Linked DNA regions of Sus scrofa: region 1 is linked to region 2. A link is a contact called in public HiChIP or PLAC-seq data. All regions are on one chromosome and are shown on one strand. The core of a region is the stretch at or near the end of the contact, and the rest is flanking DNA. Distances in the headings are between cores, read along the strand shown.

Region 1 (4,710 bases), core at 1,638-4,137, 78 kb before region 2:
GTTCCTAGTTGGATTCGTTAACCCCTGCGCCAAGACGGGAACTCCAACAATGTCTTTCTTCTTTGACTCATTACTATTTACTATTATACAACTTATTATTGTAGCATATTTGGGCATTTAATCAGCTATGGCAGGGATCAGAATTGATGGCCTATAAGCCAAATCTGGCCTGCTGCCTATTTTTGCAGTCTGTGAGCTAAGAATGGTTTTTACATTAAACATTTAAAAGAAGAAAAAGGAATATTTCAAAGCACATGAAAATTATATGAAATTCACACATTAGTGTCCACAAATAAAGTTTTATTAGAATATAGCCACTCTTATTTGTTTACATATACTCTATGACTGCTTTCAAGTTATAAAGGGAGACTCTGAGTAGTTCACGTACAGGACCTACAAAGCCTAAAATATTTACTTTCTGGCTGTTACAAGAAAAGCTTGTTAACCTCTGATCTAGGATCTTGAATTTTCTGTATAATCTTTGCAAAGCTGTTCAAGAATTTTGGAGAGGTCTGCTTCACTAAAGATAATCTTGTCAATGCTAATTAGCCATTCAATAGAAAGGTGGGGGAAGCTAGAGTGTAGGCACCATAGACTGAGTAGGAGCAAGCCTACTTAGAATTTAGTAACTTAGGCAACCAGATTCCCATTGGAAAATGAGAGTCAGAAGATCCCAGGTGGATGGGGATAAGATATGATCTTTTCCCCCCATCTTCTCTGTTTCTGAACTGGCAGAGAAAATGTAAACATGCCAAGGATCTAGCCAAAGAAAGGGTATCTGAGGTCTTATCTGAATCTGGTTGTTGAGAAGAGATCAGTGGTTGCTGGCTGAGAGAAGCTCAGCTATTAATGACTGAGTTGTTACAGGCTATGAAAGAAACTATTAAAAGGGTGCAACAGCTAAAGCTGAAAGTGTTTGGTTTTGGCTGACTGAGGCCTTAAGTAGGCTAAGAGGTTTTACAATGCCTAGAAGTATCACAGGCAAGAGTAAAGGATTTCTTTTAAGTAGAAATGAAAGCTAGGAATCCCAGTTGAAGTTATCAGAAAGATCATGACTTTTACCTAGGCGTTCTATTTCTTTCCATCTTGTTTAATCATTTTTCTTTTCTTCTCTTTCCTCCTTTCTTTCTTCTTTCCTTTTTTTAGAGCTGCACCGTGGCAAATGGACATTCCCAGGCTAGGGGTCAAATTGGAGCTGCAGCTACTGGCCTACACCACAGCCACAGCAACGCTGGATTGGGACCTGAGCCACATCTGCCACCTACACCACAGCTCATGGCAACGCTGGATCCTTAAACCACTGAGCAGGGCCAGGGATCGAACCAGCAACCTCATGGTTCCTAGTCAGATTCATTTCCGCTGTGTCACAACGGGAACACCTCCACTTGCTTGATACTCAGACATGTTCCACCGAGTTCCTGTTGTGGCTTGGTGGTTAACAAACCCGTCTAGTACCCACAAGGATTCGGGTTCCATCTCTGACCTCACTCAGTGTGTTAAGGATCCGGTGTTGGCCTTGCTGTGAGCTTGGTGTAGGTCGCAGATGTGGCTAGGAGCCTGAGTTGCTGTGGCTGTGGTGTAGGCCGGCAGCTACATCTCTGATTCGACCCCTAGCCTGGGAACCTCCATATGCCGTGGGGTGCAACCCTCAAAAGACCAAAAAAAAAAAAAAAAAAAAAAAATTCCACCAAATAGGTTGCTACCTGAATTTTTGGAAGGGAGAAAAAACAAAACAAACAAACACTGGACTTGAGGAGATAGAACTATCATATTGGAATCTATTTTATTTATTTATTTGTTTGTTTGTTTGTTTATTTATTTATTTATTTTTTTGTCTTTTTGCCTTTTCTAGGGCCACTCCCGCGGCACATGGAGGTTCCCAGGCTAGGGGTCGAATTGGAGCTGTAGCCACTGGCCTACGCCAGAGCCACAGCAACGCGGGATCCGAGCCGCATCTGCAACCTACACCACAGCTCACAGCAACGCCGGATCCTTAACCCACTGAGCAAGGGCAGGGACCGAACCCTCAACCTCATGGTTCCTAGTCGGATTCGTTAACCACTGCGCCACGACGGGAACTCCGGAATCTATTTTAATGGCCACAATGGGTGCAAGGTCAAAATAAGTGTGTCTCCCTCTTTTTTTTTTTTTTTTTTTTTAATAGTTTCACCACTACAGTGGAGCACAGTGGAGGACACATTGTCAGACTGAGATTGAATGAATAAACAGTTGTAAATTAATTTTTGAGGGGAGTTCACTACCTATTCAAGTCGATGCTAGGGGTCAATCATTTTGTTGGAAAAGACTCTTTGCTTTATGTGGGAGGCAGGATGGATGAATCCTAAGATGTCTTTCAACTCCTAAGATCTTCCAAACCAAACAGGCACTTCAAAATTTCCTTTTTTTTTTGGCCACAGAATACCATTCTCTCTGTCTCTCCCTCTCTCCCTCCTTCCCTGGCTCCTTTCCTCCCTTCTCTTATTCAGACTGCCATCCTATTACTAAATTTTAATCTGCGGCATCTCTTGGCTTTACCCTTTCATTCGCTGTTTCCTGCTTCACACGTACCGTCTTGATTCCTCCCAGCTCTTCTTTCTTCACTTTCTCAAACTCACACACTCCTTCCTTTCCTCTGTCTCCTTCCCTCCTTCCGATACTACTCTTTCTTCTCCTTCCTTCTTTGCTCCCCCTACTTCATTTTCTGTCCTCTCATCCCCCGACGGTCTCCGCCTCCTTCCCGCTCTCTGCCTTACCCTAGTTTGGAAATGCAGCAGACCTCTGAGCCTGCCGCCATTGGATGCAAGGGGCTATCACTCTGCGGCAGGAAGAGCTCCTATTGGTCAAGCTGGAGGCGGGTACGGAGCTGAGTATAAAAGGTGGGGCAGGCAGCGACTCGCCGAGCGGCTTTGACAGGACAGGGTCGGAAGGGATTCCTAGCCCGGAGCGGAGCGCTAGGATCCGGGGTGCGGGAACACTAGCAGCCGCTCTCCGCACTAACTTTCCTCCCTCCTCAGAGGGGCTCCTGCTTCAGAGCCCGGCAACTGGCGGCCGTCGCCCGTGCAGCCCTAGGGCCCTTCGTCTCCCCTGCACGTGCCGCGCCCTGCGCGCCGCGTCCGGCCGCCAAGATGAGCGAGGTGAGAGGCGCTGCCCGGTCCTGCCGCTGCGGGCCAGGGCCAGAGTTGCGGCGCGGGGAGATCACGGCTCCGGGTCCCGGGGCGGCGAGGGAGGGCACGGCAGCCCAGAGTCGCGGAGAACCCTCCAGGGGCGCCCCACTGCCCCTCTGGGAAAGCTCCCACCTCAGGGCGCTGGGGGACAATTGGAAGAGGGAGGCTTTAAGTCCCCCGACTGTGGGTGGCGATCTTGAGGAACTGGAATCAGGTGTAGAGTGGGAGCACTGAGGTCTCAGGTCCTGCCTTATCCTCAGGATACTGCCCTCCGCATCTGTCTTACACTGCCCCGAGGTTACTCGGGCTTCCCTCACTGCTCTGATTTCTGAGAAAAACGTTCCCTTCTGTCCTCCCTCTCTTAGGGCTGTATTGCTCTTACATTTCTTGTGTAGCATTCGGGGAGAACTCCAGCCTTCACCCCCTGGGCCATTTTGCCCCTTTTAGGAAGGTGGCATCCTGCCCTCCGCTCATTCAATCAAGAACCAACAGTTGGAGGGACCGTTTCTGATATTCAGAAACGCTATAGAGGGGGCTTGTCTGGTTCCTGAGGAGATGTCCCCTTCAAGAGTAGACCTCCCTCTGGAGTGCTTGTTACATCCCTAGTTTCCACAGGCTCCCTGGTCATCCCAGCTAGACCCAGTCCATTAACGGTGACTTCCTCTAGTCAAAGAACACTGTCCATCAGTGGGAGTCAGATCAGAGACTGGAAAAGACCTCTCCCATTGTTTGACTGCATTTGTAGGCATCTGGGGACAAGGATCTTCCTTTCTGAGTAAAGTCAGTATGGGCAGTAGTATCTGCAGTCCCTTTCCTAGTACCCAGGATCTTGTGTTAAATCCAACTTCTCAGCTAAACGCCAGATCCCAGCTCTGCTACTTACTAGCTTTGTGACCTTAGGCAAGTTTACTAAACCTTTTTCTGCTTCAGTGTTTTATCTGCAAAATGAGGGTTATATTGGTTGTTCTAATGATTAAATGAGATAATATATGCAGGTTATTTAGAACAGTACCTAGCAGAGAGTAGGCACTCAATCTATGTTAGCTACTGTCCTTTTTTTTTTTTTTTTTTTTTTTAGTATTATTATTATTTATTTCAGAAAACCAGCACAAAAATTCTCAAGGATAGGGGTTCCCAATGTGGCTCAGTGGTAATGAATCCGACTAGTGTCTATGAGGTTGTGGGTTCAATCTCTGACCCCCCTCAGTGGATTAAGGATCTGGTGTTGCTCTGGTGTAGGTCACAGACATGGCTTTGATCTGGCATTGCTGTGGCTGTGGTGTAGGCAGGCAGCGCAGCTCGAATTTGACTCCTAGCCTGGGAACTTCCCATATGCCATGGGTGCGGCCTTAAAAAAAAAAAAAAAAAAAATCTTAAGGATACAAGGTTAGTGAAGGGATAGGACCCTGGAGCCAAGGTCTCAATTTAGATCTTCATCTTTAGTAGGAGCACTGTTGTCTCCTACTAAAAGTTGTCCTGGGAGCCAATTAGTGCCAGCTACCACATTTTGGTTGTCAGGTCCACTAAATTTATCCTGGAAAATTCA
Region 2 (4,768 bases), core at 1,890-4,389:
TATTATTTCTCAACCTGAGCCACCTCTCAGTTGGATGCTTTTGCCTTAATTTGACCTTTTGTAACTTCTGCATCAGAGCTCTGAGACAAGCACTTTCTGAATTTCAGTCTGGTCCAATAGTTTAATGGAATCAGAAAAGTGAGAGAATAAATGACCTATTAAATTAAGTGTATCTATCAACTGTTCCCTGGGGCAGTGTTCAGTTTGATTCAAAATGACTTCATTTCCCTCAGGGAGGGGATGGAGAGGGAGGGCATTTCCACTAATGACTTCGTATTCCACAGAACAAAGCTCTCCAATGAAAATCAGCTGATCAGCTTCCTCTGCTGCTCCCCTAGCTCAGGCAGGGACTTGCCATATATTTGCATATGTCTCATTGTTGGGGGAGGGAAGGGAAGGAGGTTTTATAAAATGTCAGAACTAAGTCAAGGCTTTTCTTAAGCCTTTAAATCTGCTTTTGTTTGTTGTCCTAGCAAGTCCTGGCTCTGAGTGTGGGACAGGATTTTATCTGTTCTGTGTGACAGTCCACTGTTCTTTCACTCTGAACTTGATAATTGTCTTGCCAGAAGATTTAATGGGGGAGTGGAGGTGGGGTTGATTTAAGAAAGTAGAAGTGACAGGATCTCAGTATGCTAGAAACTATCCCTCTATCACTGCCACCCAGCAGAACTCAGTTTTTTGTTTTTATAAAACACTATGCCTTTTTAAACAAAATAACTTTGTGGAATCTGATTGACTCCTAATCTTCCCTAGGTAGAAGCTCTTTAGAAGCTAAGGTAGGGGCATCTTGATCTCATCTCATCTTGATTTTTTTTTTTCTGGGCTCTCTTAATTTTTCTCTAAAGCAGAGAAAAAAATTTAATCAGTTTTATATTCAGAGTGTGGGCATCTGTGTGTGTTGAGGCCATCGTGTGTGGAAAGTGAGAAACCTGAAGACTACTTTTGTTCAAGAGGGTCTTTCAGAAATTCAGAATATAATATGTTAATATCCCTAGAGGACAAAAGAGTCTAGATCAGTGGTTTTTTTGTTTTGTTTTTTTTTTTTTATACTTAAAGTGAGAATATATTTAAGTGATTACAAACCAGATGCATCTGCAATAGATCAGTGGTTTTTAAATTGCGGTTTTTGACTCATTATGTAGAAAATCAATTTAGTAGGTTGTTACCAATAAAATAATTTAGAGTTTTCATGTGGCTTAGCAAGTTAAGTATCCGGCATTGTCCCTACAGTAGGCTTGGGTCACTGTTGTGGTGCAAGTTCAGTCCCTGGCCTGGGAACTTCTGCATGCCGTGGGTGCAGCCAAAAAAGAAAAAGAAAAGAAAGAAATTTAGATAGAATACAACTTAATATAATGATAAATATTGCTTATTATTTCATGAACTTTTATATATGATATATAATACATATGTGTGTATATACACACACTCATTAAAAAGATATTTCTTAGTTGGGGATGGTCACAGTCAAAACAAAATTGAGAAATATTATTCTAGATCGCAAGGAGTATTTTTTAAAAATACCTGTCCTCTGATTGGACAAATGGTCCTTCTCAAAGGGGGTTCTGTGGTTGGCTGTATCTAGGAAATCATGTATATTATATCTCCATTTTGGAGATTAGCAGTGTGTATTAATAAATTATTTGAGAGGTCTTATGGGTAAATACCAAATTTATTTGAACATAGAACTCTTTCCCCCTACCATGTAATGCCTTTTACTGTTCTGAGGATCTAGTTTTTGGAGAATTACACTTTGGGAAACACTGATCTTGTTTTCTTGTCATGAGGGAAAGTTTTATCTATTCAGTCTGGAAGTTCTTATATATAGGGCTAAGGGTGGATCCCTTTTCTGTTACTGGGATAAGTAGGTGGTGGTAGGTACGTTCTGTGGGTTTTGAGAAAGGTGAAGGTAAGGAATAAGGGGAGAAGTGCTTTTCTCTAGAATCAGGCTGAGAGAAATTGTCTGTTCCTAGATAGAGCTCCTTTTTGAGAAGGGAACTGTGAGAGTGACCAGGACCCTAATTGATGAAAAAAAAATTTTTTTTTTCTTGTTTCTACAGATTTGGGACCTAGGAAAAGGCCTGACGATTCCCCAGCTAACCCAGTCTGGAGTGGTTGTCTTGATTCTTACTGTGTTGTCCTCTGTAGGGCTGGCAGCCATGTGAAGAGCTGAGTTCCCAACATCATCGTCCTGCAAATTACTACATTGATTTATCTTCCTATTTGTTGCTGTTATCTTCAGCCAGGGCAAAGCTCTGACCCTTTTGTGCTTGCAGACCCTGTTGGAGCTCAGCAGTAGAGTACGTTATAGAACCATAGTAGTGGAAAAGTGTCCACTTTTCCCCTTATTTTTAAAGATAGAATGACTGCAAAAACTCCCTTTTCCTGCCCCCAGCTTGCAGCCTACTCTAGGCCTGGGAGCCCTCATTCTCTCTCCATATTGGGCCTTGATTTATGCTGAGGGTCAGCTTTTGGCTCCTTTTTCCTGAGACAGTAGAAACAATGCCAGCTCTGTGGCCCCTGCCATGGGGACTGGGAGTGGGGGCTTTGGGTGCCACTGCCTGTGGGTTGCTGGCTTAAAGGACAATTCTGTTCATTGGTCAGAGCCCAGGGTCTTTAGCACCCACACAGTGTGACTGAAAGGAGAGGGGTGGGGTGGAGGGGAATTAGCTTGTTCTGGCTGGAGTGAGATAAAGAGGGTAAGTTGGCTCATGGAGCAGGTGCTTTGGGGAGAAGATGTATATAGCTTTTGATGCAAGAGGAAGATCTGGAAAATGGTGGTTGAACCTATTAAGGGTCATTTCTCTTCTTTACATTTCCAGAAAAACCAAGCCTAATATGTTTTCTAATCCAAATTCATGTGACAGCTTTTTCTGACAGTGAATTAAAGTTATCATTTTGTCTTTGACTCTCCTTGATATCTTGAGAAACCAAGGGCATAGCGGTTGGGGAGGATCCAGTTTCCTCCCCCTCCTTCTGGTCTCAGGCATTTACATCGCCCAGTCTGACCTTTCTCAGGAGGGAAGCAATTTGTCCTACAAGTGACCAGTGGAAAATTCAGAGAATCAACTATAAGTAGCCAAGGATTTAATGTCATGCCGAAATCTCAGAGAAGGAAGAAGCAAGAGGAAGGAAGTTAAGCATGCAGAGAGCTTGAGGTTATTACAGGCTCCAAAATCCCACTGAGAACTGATCATAAGCTTCAAGGCAATTATAATCTAGTGGAACAGTGGAGGTGACAGCCAAGGGCCCATGAGCTTAGTATGTAAACTTGAGGAGAAAAGAGAATAAAGATAAGAAAGGAGAGATTTTTGGAAACCTGGAAAACTTTTTATAGTTTATTGAGAAAACTTGATACTTTTTTGTTTGTTTGTTTTTTGTCTTTTTGCTATTTCTTTGGGCTGCTCCTGCGACATTTGGAGGTTCCCAGGCTAGGGGTCGAATCAGAGCTGTAGCCACCGGCCTACACCAGAGCCACAGCAACGCGGGATCCGAGCCACGTCTGCAACCTACACCACAGCTCACGGCAACACCGGATCATTAACCCACTGAGCAAGGGCAGGGACCGAACCCGCAACCTCATGGTTCCTAGTCGGATTCGTTAACCACTGCGCCACGACGGGAACTCCTGTTTGTTTTTGCTTTTTAGGGCCACAGCTGACATATGGAAGTTCCCAGGCTGGGGGTTGAATCAGAGCTTTAGCTGCCAGGCTACACCACAGCCACAGCAACCCGGGATCCAAGCTGCGTCTATGATCTACACAACAGATCATGGCAACACCAGATCCCTGACCCACTGAGCAAGGCCAGGGATCAAACCTGCATCCTCATGGATACTAGTTGGGTTCATCATCACTGAGCTGCAACGGCCAAATTTGCTACTTTTATAATAAATCTGTAGAGGCCCTAACTCCCTTGGCAGGAGCACTGTTTTGATAGTTTTTGGAAACTCTGGGGTGATGGATCTGTCTTGTCTGTCACTCTGAGTTGTTAGCCAGCCAGTTAAAGCTGCGGGTTGGAGAGGAGTAACGATGACTAACTGGTCTCAGTGGAGAAGAAGATCTTAGCTGCCTCAACAGTCTTCACCCCAGCTCCCAGATACTGTTTGGCTCTAAGTGATGATCACTTCTCCCTTTTTGCTAGAGTGGTGCTGAGCAGTCTCTGTAGCATTCCTCCAGGTTACACCATATGTCCTGTGTACTTGTCTCTGGAGTGAGGTACGTATGTTCACAAGGGAACAGTTGGGGTATTGGGCCTGGGAGAGGTTTGGCAAGGGCATTAAGTTTAATAGCCCTTGCCAGAAAGATGCAGAATAGGGATGATGATAAACAGAAATTGGAGGCTGGGAGATGAACAGGGGATTTCTTGACTTTTTTGGTGACTTCTTATCATTCAGGTGATTAGGATGGGGGAGGGGTAGAGTGGTCATCATGTTTGTTATTTTGTCCTAAATTTCTGCTTACTGTCTCTATTTTTCTTCTGTACTCTAGTCATTTCTGTTCTTCAGTTTTCTTTCTTTTTGGGGGGGGGGCTCACCTGCAGCATGTGGAAGCTCCTGTCCTGGGCCAGGGATCAAACTTGTGCCATAGCAGTGACAAGAACCACAGCACTGACAATGCTGGATCCTTAACCCACTGAGTCACCCGGGAGCTCCCTGTGTCTTCCGTTTTCAAATTTTATTTGTGCTTTTGCTTCAGTTGTGCTTTTGTAACTATTTTCCCCATGTGTTCTGTCATCAGATACGAAGCCTTAAACAAAGATTCCATCTTCT

The links. HiChIP or PLAC-seq counts read pairs in DNA pulled down with a chosen protein or histone mark.
Region 1: an H3K27ac HiChIP or PLAC-seq map of alveolar macrophages shows a contact between it and region 2. The contact joins the promoter of PCP4L1 here to the enhancer-like site in region 2. A contact is called at or near these places in 2 of 5 promoter capture datasets (liver and skeletal muscle), 8 of 47 Hi-C or Micro-C datasets (adipocytes, embryonic fibroblasts, liver and 4 more) and 1 of 2 datasets of contacts at active chromatin or transcription factors (alveolar macrophages).

Annotation. Positions count from the first base shown.
Region 1 is chr4:89,211,029-89,215,738 of Sscrofa11.1, reverse strand. It overlaps PCP4L1 (Purkinje cell protein 4-like protein 1), which reads left to right and starts at 2,887. Exons shown (of 3, transcript XM_003125657.5): 1 at 2,887-3,134. The coding sequence starts at 3,126.
Region 2 is chr4:89,133,547-89,138,314 of Sscrofa11.1, reverse strand. It overlaps SDHC (succinate dehydrogenase cytochrome b560 subunit, mitochondrial), which reads left to right. Exons shown (of 6, transcript XM_003125659.6): 6 at 2,058-2,905. The coding sequence ends at 2,162. Among named protein-coding and RNA genes, the nearest start is that of CFAP126, 28 kb to the right of the region's middle. Within about 2 kb of position 3,139, at least 5 of the 83 cell types and tissues checked have an H3K27ac peak or open chromatin away from gene starts, as enhancers often do. A contact at or near this core is called in alveolar macrophages and retroperitoneal adipose tissue, where this site is marked.